2 separate regions of the Mus musculus genome follow, and region 1 is linked to region 2. A link is a contact called in public promoter capture Hi-C data. All regions are on one chromosome and are shown on one strand. Each heading gives the region's core, a stretch centred on a gene start, on an enhancer-like site or on the middle of the called end of the contact. The rest is flanking DNA. Distances are from core to core; before and after follow the strand shown. Region 1 holds the start of Siglecf (sialic acid binding Ig-like lectin F). Region 2 holds the start of Zfp819 (zinc finger protein 819).

The links. Capture Hi-C pulls out chosen DNA fragments and counts their contacts.
Region 1: a promoter capture Hi-C map of adipose tissue shows a contact between it and region 2. The contact joins the promoter of Siglecf here to the promoter of Zfp819 in region 2. A contact is called at or near these places in 3 of 39 promoter capture datasets (the 3T3-L1 cell line, the C10 cell line and cranial neural crest), 1 of 115 datasets of contacts at active chromatin or transcription factors (embryonic stem cells) and 2 of 9 other capture datasets (adipose tissue and liver).

What each region holds. Positions count from the first base shown.
Region 1 is chr7:43,350,005-43,354,680 of GRCm38.p6, forward strand. It overlaps Siglecf (sialic acid binding Ig-like lectin F), which reads left to right and starts at 1,337. Exons shown (of 10, transcript NM_145581.2): 1 at 1,337-1,416; 2 at 1,520-1,580; 3 at 1,643-2,005; 4 at 2,164-2,442; 5 at 2,618-2,665. The coding sequence starts at 1,544.
Region 2 is chr7:43,603,973-43,608,821 of GRCm38.p6, forward strand. Zfp819 (zinc finger protein 819) reads left to right here and starts at 3,197. Exons shown (of 5, transcript NM_028913.3): 1 at 3,197-3,302.

The DNA of each region.
Region 1 (4,676 bases), core at 87-2,586, 260 kb before region 2:
AAGGAACATCCCTCCATGGCCTACTCATCAGCTCCTGCTTTCTGACCTGCTTGAGTTCCAGCCCTGACTTCCTTGGTGATGAACAGCAGTATGGAAGTGTATGCCAAATAAACTCTTTCCTTCCCAACTTGCTTCTTGGGCATGATGTTTGTGCGGGAATAGAAACCCTGACTAAGACAGGGAGTCTTCGCCCCATGTCTTCCTGTGGATGCCCTGTGTAAGTCTGTGTCTCTGGTGGTTAACCTCTATTGGAAACTTGAGGTCCAGACTCGCCTGGGACATGGGCCCTCAGCATGCCTTGGGTGATTATCATGATTAGATTAACTGAAGTGAGGAAACCCACCCACTTCTGGTTTCATAGGTTAGGATCCTAGACTATACAGTGACCTGAGAATAGTCCGTCACTTCTCACTCTGCTTCCTGACTGAAGGTGAAGTATGGCCAACCACTGTACACTCCTGTAGCCATGCCTTCACCATCACAATGGATTGCAACCTCCAACTCTGAGCCAACAGAAACTATTTTTGTTTTTAAGTTGCTTTTATCTGGATATTCTATAACAGCAACAGAAAAGTTATTTAGGCAATTAGAGTTCCAGTCTCCTCCTCTTCTTTATACATTAAACAACTATTGAATTTTGAATTCCCCCCCCCCCTCTCTCTCTGCCCACCACGGTTTGAGTGTGCCACCAAGCAGTAGTAGGGGGTCAAAGGGCAACTTTTGAGAGTTAGTTCATTCTTTCCACAATGTGAGTGGCTGGCCAATGTCTTTACCTGCTGAGCCATGTCCCTGATCATCAACCTTTTCCTTTTTTAAAAAAATTATTTATTCATTCATTTTACATCCCAATATCAGCCCCGCTCTCCTCCCAGTACCCACTGTACCCACTCACACAGACTCTTCCCCCATCCTCCCTTCTCCTCTGAGAAAGGAGAGACCTCTGGGTATCATACCACACCCCTACCACCACTATCCTCCGCCCCCCAGCACCTCACACACACACAGTGCATCAAGTCACTGCAGGACTGGGTGCATCCTCTTCCACTGAGGCCAGACTAGGAGGCCCAGTTATGAAAATGGATCCACACGCAGGCAACAGACTCAGGGAGGGTTCCAGTTGTTGGGGAACCCACATGAAGATCAAGCTGCAGATCTGCTACATATGGGGTAGGGGACCTAGGTCCAGTCTGTGTTCCCTCTGTGCATTAACCTCTTTCTTAATACAAACAAATGAGAAACAAATGCTACAGTTCAGGAGTGGAGGGTGGGTCTTCCTCATCGACTTTGCCTCCCATGATGATACACATGAAAAGTGGAAGTGTTTACTTTCCAGGGCCTTGATAGTGCTGATAACCTGTGGGTGGAAAGTTCCCTCTCTGTGGTCAGTCACTCTGTCTCTCTTCATTCCTGGACTAGGTTAGTAGGACGACTTCTCAGTCCTGTGACATTGAAGCCTGTGACCCTCACCCCAGGGATCCACTTCAAACTGATCAAGTTTTCTTTCTCTGGCCACCCACAGGAACCTAGAGCCTTTCACTGTGTGATGCGGTGGGCATGGCTGCTGCCCCTGCTGTGGGCAGGTGAGTGGGAACAGGGACCGGGCTAGTGGGACAGGACCAAGATAACCCTCATTTCTTTGCAGGGTGCCTGGCTACGGACGGTTATTCGCTCTCAGTGACTGGTTCAGTGACAGTGCAGGAGGGCCTGTGCGTCTTTGTAGCCTGCCAAGTCCAGTACCCCAATTCCAAAGGTCCTGTCTTTGGCTACTGGTTCCGGGAGGGGGCCAATATATTCAGCGGCTCTCCAGTGGCTACAAATGACCCACAGCGATCAGTACTGAAGGAAGCTCAAGGTCGATTCTATCTCATGGGGAAGGAAAATAGTCATAATTGCTCCCTGGACATCAGAGATGCACAGAAAATCGACACAGGGACGTACTTCTTCAGATTGGATGGTTCTGTGAAATACAGTTTTCAGAAGTCAATGCTCTCTGTGCTTGTGATAGGTAAGTGAAGAGGGGATATGTGGAGGTCCTTGTTCTAAAAGCCTTTGGGTGCCCTGGAGACCGCATAATGAGGTTGGTTGGGAGAGAAGCCTGGCTTGAAATAGGGTCATACATAGTGATCCCCAGCACATCTTGTGTCTCTATTTCTCTCTGTCCAGCTCTGACTGAGGTCCCTAACATCCAAGTCACATCTACCCTGGTGTCTGGCAATTCTACCAAACTGCTCTGTTCTGTGCCCTGGGCCTGTGAGCAGGGGACACCCCCCATCTTTTCCTGGATGTCATCTGCCCTCACTTCCCTGGGCCACAGGACCACCCTCTCCTCAGAGCTGAACCTCACACCCAGGCCTCAGGACAATGGCACCAACCTCACCTGCCAGGTGAACTTACCTGGCACTGGTGTTACTGTGGAGAGGACTCAACAGCTCAGTGTCATCTGTGAGTGTCCAGACCTGGGTCTCTGGGGAGGGGAGATTAGGGGTGTGGGATGGAGGGGTTAGAACTGGGTGATGGTTCCTGAATGCTAAGACTGTGGGAGGAGAAAAGACCAATGGGGTGGAATACCTGCAGCCATCTTTCCTCTGAAAGCAAACAACCATATGTGTCTATGCAGATGCTCCACAGAAGATGACCATCAGGGTGTCCTGGGGAGATGACACAGGTAGAGTCAAATTTCTCCTCCCTGGGATGGGTACAGGGACTGCCTCTGCAGGAGATGAGCAGGTATTCTGGACCTCAGGCAGGAGGAAGCTCAGGATTCCCCCACCCCTTACTCATATACTGCAGTCTCCCCATTATATCAGTTATCAGGGTTCCAATATATGGATTGTAGTGAAATATAATTCTGCCGATATAAAAATTTAATAATAATAGTTCTTGATATCTAATGACTCCTGTCTTGGTTGACCATACACAGATATCCTTGCATGCACATTTAAACACCCATATACATGCACACACATACACATACACACACACACACACACACACACACACACACACACACACACATACACACACACACATCTTCTTCACACACCACTTTGCAATTTTATCATTTTTAGTTCATTCTTTAATTTTTACTTATTTATACAGGATGGAATTATACCACTGAGCTAAACCCTAGACACTTTTTAAAAAGAGGTTCCTAAAGAAATTAACTCCCCTCAAAAGCCAGGCCCCAAACTGAACTCAAAGTTACAGGAAGCCAGCTCTCTGGAGATTACGGAAGCAAAGCAACTGATCTCAACCCCAGACACCCAGTGGGTGCAAAAAGAGACAAGGACCTCCCCAGTTTCAAAACAGCTTGGCTAAGGAAAGCAGCTAACTTCCTTATTCGGCTCCTCTTTCCTGTCCTTAGCCACAAAACCCCCAGCTTGAAGTATATAACCTGCACCCTACTGAACTCTGGTCATTGTGTTTCTGAGTCCGTTCCCTGATCACTGAGTCCCGTTCCCTGATCACTGTGTAGCCCAAAGAAACCCTCTGGGATTAAATAAAGCCTGCCCTAGGTGTTTGAGGTTGTCTAGAGTCTCAGCTCTTGTGCCTTCCTATAAACCTAATTCTTACTTATGCTTGTAGTTCCTCCACAATCAAACTCACACCGCCACAATACATGTGTCGGTCAATGGCAAGGGACTGAATTAATTTTTCCCTCCTTAAACTTAGTTTTCTTGGAGATTTCCTCCTTCACACATATGACTGACACCATGGTTTTCTAGTGCTATGGTAATGCATTTACCCACTCATCTCTTGACAGAACACTGGCAGTCCTTGCCTTTTATTCAATAAATGACTTACATGAAAACTTTCTACATTTGTGAACATGTCTACAAATTTTTTTTTTCCTAAGGAAGGAAATCCCAGAACAGAGGATCATTTGTATTTCCCATACATAACTGCCAAACTGCACAGCATGGACTTTGTCTTATTCACATTTCCGGGAACAATATCTTTTCTTAACAAATAGACCCACCCTCCTGATGTCATGTGTGAAGTCGCTGTATTTTTCATTCACATTATCATCCGCTCAAGAAACTGAGTCTCTCTTATGGTGTTTATGCTGTTTATAGTCTGTGAATGTGGCTCAGTTCATAGAGTATTATCCTAGCATGCAAGAAATCCAGGGCTGAATCGCCAGCATTGTATAAACCAAGCACGGCAATCACACGCCTGAAATCCCAACACTGAGAGATTTTGAGAGAGAACTTGAGAGGTTTAGAAGTCACCTTCAAAGTCACCCTCACCTACATAGTGAGTCTGAAGCTGCCTGAAATATTCAAGACCCTCTCTCACAAAAAAAAAAGAAAGAAAAGATATTAACAATAAATTGTATTTATTGGTCTGTGACAATTTCCAAAGTCATCTAAAGAGAGATTTCTGTTAAGGAGGCAGCTGTTTGCCAGGTGGAGGGACGTTTCAGGATCCTTTGCCTATCGTTGGGTGATGTTGCCTCACTGTGGACAGAACACTGTAGCATTGCCTCTGGTCAGCTTCACTGTTCTTCATGTCCCTATCAGCACTCCTCCTCCTCCTCCTCCTCCTCCTCCTCCTCCTCCTCCTGGAATCTCCCTGGGCTTTTAGGATAGCTCCACCATGAAACCCATCACTGTGCCGGTACCTGCTTTGGGCACCTGTCCCCAGGTCTGTGAGCTCCTGGGATGCAGCTGAAT
Region 2 (4,849 bases), core at 1,947-4,446:
TGAGTGTCCCACACTCATGAATGGCCAGAAAGAGAAGGGTATATCGGGATGTATGATTTGCAACAGGAGGAGAAGGGGACTGGCCAGCAAGCCTAGAGTCAAGCAGTTGGTGGGGGACCAAAGGGAATAGAGACTGACACTTTGGCTAAGAGGTCCCTCCCTAGTAAGGGGACAGGATAGGTACTGTTAGGAAGGAGTGGGCAAGGAGGATACCCCTAAAGACACAACTAAGTGGTGGGGTTTGGTGAAGAAGGTAATGCTATCCCCCTACCCCATCAATAGAGGAGTGAAGAAAGGAGGTGGGTCCCCAAAACTTCATCCAGACCAAGTAAGAGACTCCTGTGTACAAAAGGAAGGAGATGGTTTGCCTTGGTACCTAGGGCTTCATGTTGGAGATGGCAGGAATCAGGCCTGAGGGATCCCAGGCCTCAGTCATCCATGGCAAGTCCTGTGAGACCAGTAAGTGGACGATCTGGGTCTGATGTTCCCATACTGCAAGACTGACAGTAGGCTAAAAGTGGGTGCCAGACAGGGATGACCAGGGCAGCCTGTAGCTGGAGAGGGAGAAGGGGGGGGGGTGGGAAAAAGAAGCTGAAGGTCAAGGCCAGTAATGGGGGGCTCCTTTGCTGAATCTGATGGGATTTTGACTTCATAGTTAGAGGAACTAGGTGGGGAAACAGGAAGAACAGAAAAAGGGCTTGGAGAAGAGATAAGAGGAAGCTGGAATGTAGGGGGTGGGAATCGCTTTCCATTTCCTTGATCACTCACAGTAATTCTATAAGTCCCAAATAACATTGGTTTCTAGGATGTTAGGTGGCCATTTGGGTTGCCTATCTAAGGGATATTAAGTGCAAATATGATTGCAAAAGCAATTAAGTTTGGGGCCCTTCGGGTCCAGTGCCAGCCAGGTTGAGTGGCTGGAGGTTTTCTAAGAGTCATCCCAAGAGGGAATGAGAGGGTATGGCTGACACTGTTCCCATGGATGAGAAGGGGCCTGGAGGTGGGTTGCAGCAGCCTGTAGTCAAAGGTGTGCTCAGGACTCAGGGAGGACAAAACAAGGACTCTTGAATTAAAAAGCCAGTTAGGGTCACACATTTCCTTAATCCCCATACTTGGTATGCCTCTGCAGGAGAGTAGCTGACTTCAAGGCCTTGATGAGGTACACAGTGAGTTTTGGTCAGTTTGTGATGTAGAACGAACGTCACTATGACAAAACAACAACAGAAGGAAGGGTAGGCTCACAGAATAAAGGTCCTGGTGCCCGTGCTTGTCTGTAGCTCTTCTAATCCAGGAGGAAAAGGAAGTGATGCGTCAGAAGAGGTAAGGTGCACTGGGTCTAAAAGTGTAAGCAGCCTGAACTAGCCATAGCCCCCTCACTCTACAGAAGACACTAGGAAATGAAAATATTTCTGGAGGCTCACGAGATGGAAGGCACATTAAACAGAAGGGGTGGTTGTCGTTTTTCATTAGGCAGCAGTAGATTGACCTTACCCCCTCCCTGCTTTTCCACTTGGTAGCCCTGAGCCAAACTATGGGAACAAAGCCTCATTTGCCACAACTCATAAAACAGCAGATATAGTAATGCCTCTGGCATACAGCTGAAAAGAGTGTTTGGAAAATCGGGCGATAGCTAGCTGATTCTTAGTCATACTTATGACCTGCCAGGTAGGGGCTGAGGACTTGATGAGCCCCATTCTCCATCAGTTCCCAATGCCAGTGACCCACACCTGCATCCTCATTTTACTAACGGGACCTTACTTAATACTTTTCTGTTGCCAGAGTTTACAAGTGGGAGGAAGAGTTGGACGTTCCTGGGCTTTGTCTGTTTGGCAGTGTCTATATGGTGACCTTCACATAGGGCTTTCAGCTCATAGTGGGCAAATGTTGGGTGAGTGGTAATATGATCCTTGACTTTGCAGGGCTTTCTGATCTCTTTCAGACCCTTGAATCAGGCCAAGTCATTCACTCTGTAAATTGTCCCTGCATGTCGTCCCCACATGCTGCTGCTTGGCCTCTCCCTATCCTTGTTTTCCTCCTCGCCAGCCAGTTCAACACTGTTTCTATTATGCACTGGCCGTTGTAGCTGCTGTTATTGTTGTTTGTTTATTTCTGTTTTATTTCGTTTTTAAATTCTACCTGTAAGTGAGAATAGATACTTTTCCTCAGGGAAGCATGACATGTTCCAAGGATGTGTTAATCCTGAGATTCGTCAGAGAAAAACCAATTCCAGCTTTTGGGCCAAATTTAAAGCAAGCTTCATTAAATATTAAATACTGACACAAAAATGGACTTAGGTCAGAAACATTCCCTGAAATTTCCCAGTCTCCAGCCACGTGTTGCAGGCGTTTATAAGAACAAACCTATAGGCCATGTACTTTGCCATGAGAAGGTTGATATTTTCCAAGAACTACAATTCCCAAGTCCAGTGTGATGGCGCAGGTCTTTAATCCCAGAACAGGCGGATTTCTGAGTTCGAGGCCAGCCTAGTCTACAGAGAGAGTTTCAGGACAGCCAGGGATACACAGAGAAACCCTGTCTTGGGAAAAAAAAAAAAAAAAAACCAAAACAACAACAAAAAGAACTACAATTCCCAATATTCCAAGAAGTTACCGGTCCCTGGGTAGGTGGGGCTAACATTCATTTTTGGTTCGCAAGAAGGCTCATTTCAGATCTTTAATGTTCCATATGGCTTCACTTCCCATTTCCCAATAACTCTTCCTAGTTTTCAAGTTTTAGAAAACTAGAAGAAAAGTCTTAAGTCCGTGTGAAAACATGGAGAAATTTTTTTAGGAATATGCAATATAAATGTCTCTTAAATTCGTGACTAAGGAGCCTCAGACTTTTAGTCTGTGACATTCCACATGATCCATGGATGTACGGAAATGAAGTACTCTGATGATGACTTTCGCATAATTGAAATATGGACATAGCCATAACAATATGGGAGTGGCGCGTGGGTGGTGGTAGTGGCAGAGTGTACACCGTTATAATTATTGGCAAAGAGTATCTTCGCACGTGATGGTAGGCATGCGCAACACAACTTTAGTGCTTGCAAGCGATAGGGTATATGGGCAATACCGATTTCCGCCAGAAAAGTGGCTGAGGTGAAGTTCATTTTAAGTAGGTGTGTCCTAGAGCGTCCATTTCCGCTTAGATCGTCACGTGGTTAGTTGTTATCGTTACCAGGACGCCGCGGGAGTTTGGATTCTGAACACTGGGGAATCCTCAGCGTCCACCCGGCGTGCCGCGTGCAGAGCTCTCTGAAGTGGCTGCGCAGGAAGGATGCTGGCTGCTGAGCGCTGGTTTGTGTTGAGTGATGACTGAGGCAGCTGTAGGGGGGTGCCGGTGCGTAGCTGGGGTGGGCGTCCTGTGGGGGTCGGGAGAGCAGGGTCGAGGGTGGCGTTGGAGCCGGCTACTGTGAACCTGGGACTGGTGAGTCTGTGAGGGCGACCGTGCTGCTTGCATAACTGGGAGTGTTTGCTTTAGACCATGACTGGCTGGAGTCCGGATCAGACACTGGCATGTGAGAGGCGAAAAAGTGAGTAAAGATGGAAAATGAGTGTATTCGTGGTTTTGACTTACACTGGGGCTTCAGCATCCTTGGTCTGTCCAAGCCTAAGCAGTGTCAGAATTGATAGAAGGGATGGAACGATCTTCACAGCTCGTAGCTGTGGGCTCGAGCCCGCAGAACTGGGAGAGGAGCCTTTGTTCAGGTGCTGGGGACCCGATCTTTGGGCCATTTCCCTAATATTTCCCAAAGGGGAGCTGGTGCTGAGAAAGAAAAAACATTTGGAGCTTTCTAATTACCAGAATGAATATTGGAGTCCTTGAAGGTATGTGGGTGAGTCCGTGATGGCCATGGGACCCCTATGAACATGGCAAGGATGTGTGATGGGCAGTTGAGCAGGGTGGTGCTGTAAATAAGTTTTAGGGAAAGTGATTGGTCTTCTGCAGCCCCGACAGGTTGGCCATGGTCTAGTACTCCTATTGAAAAGACTAAGCTAGTCATGGTGAAAAGCAGAGAGGAGGGGGCAGTTCAAATTAGCCTCCTTGGGCAGTACCTAGCACCCTAGCCTCCTCTTTCTAGGATCCAGCCCGTACTACCTCCTATGGTAATCGGGAGGAGACGCCACACCCTGCCAGACAGCTTTGTTATGTAAACTTCTTGACAGGCAATTCTTGATCTCTTGAATCTCCATGACTGACTGGGGTTACTTCTTCTTCTGTGGCTAGTTTGAACTTTCTCAAGCAGAAGTCTAGACTAAAGAGGTTTACTTAAGTAGCCCAAGCTGGTCTCAAACTTGGCAGCCATCCTCCTGCTTCTGCTTCCTGAATGTGTGGTGTAGCTTGGGAGTTCCCAGAAATTTAAAGGTTTTTGTTGTTGTTGTGTTTGTTTTTGTTTGTTTGTTTGTTTGTTTTTTGTCTTTTGCTTAATTGGCCGAGTAGTCAGGGGACACAGTTATATGGGATCCTATCCTTCCGAGTTCCTTCTTCTGTTTTCTCAGCAAAACCCCCTGTGGTTTCACCTCTACATTTTATTTCCCTGTTTATTTTAAAGCTGGTAGATGTATGACCTTTGTCAAGTATGCAGATTGCTGTTGGGCGAACTTGGCTGTTAGTCATCTTCTACTCTGAATATTTAAGGGGTTGTTTTTGGGTGTGTGCGGTGGAATGGGAGATGGGCAGCAGACACTAGCAGTGGTCTATTTTATCTGTCTGTAGCTGGTGCTAAGCTGATTCAAGTCGTCTTTAGGGATGTATAGTGTGGCTCTAAGTAACCGAACCTTAATGTACTGGCTTTCCCTGGGTGCCTTTCGAGAACACATGCTGTTAGTTTTTGTTTTCAACT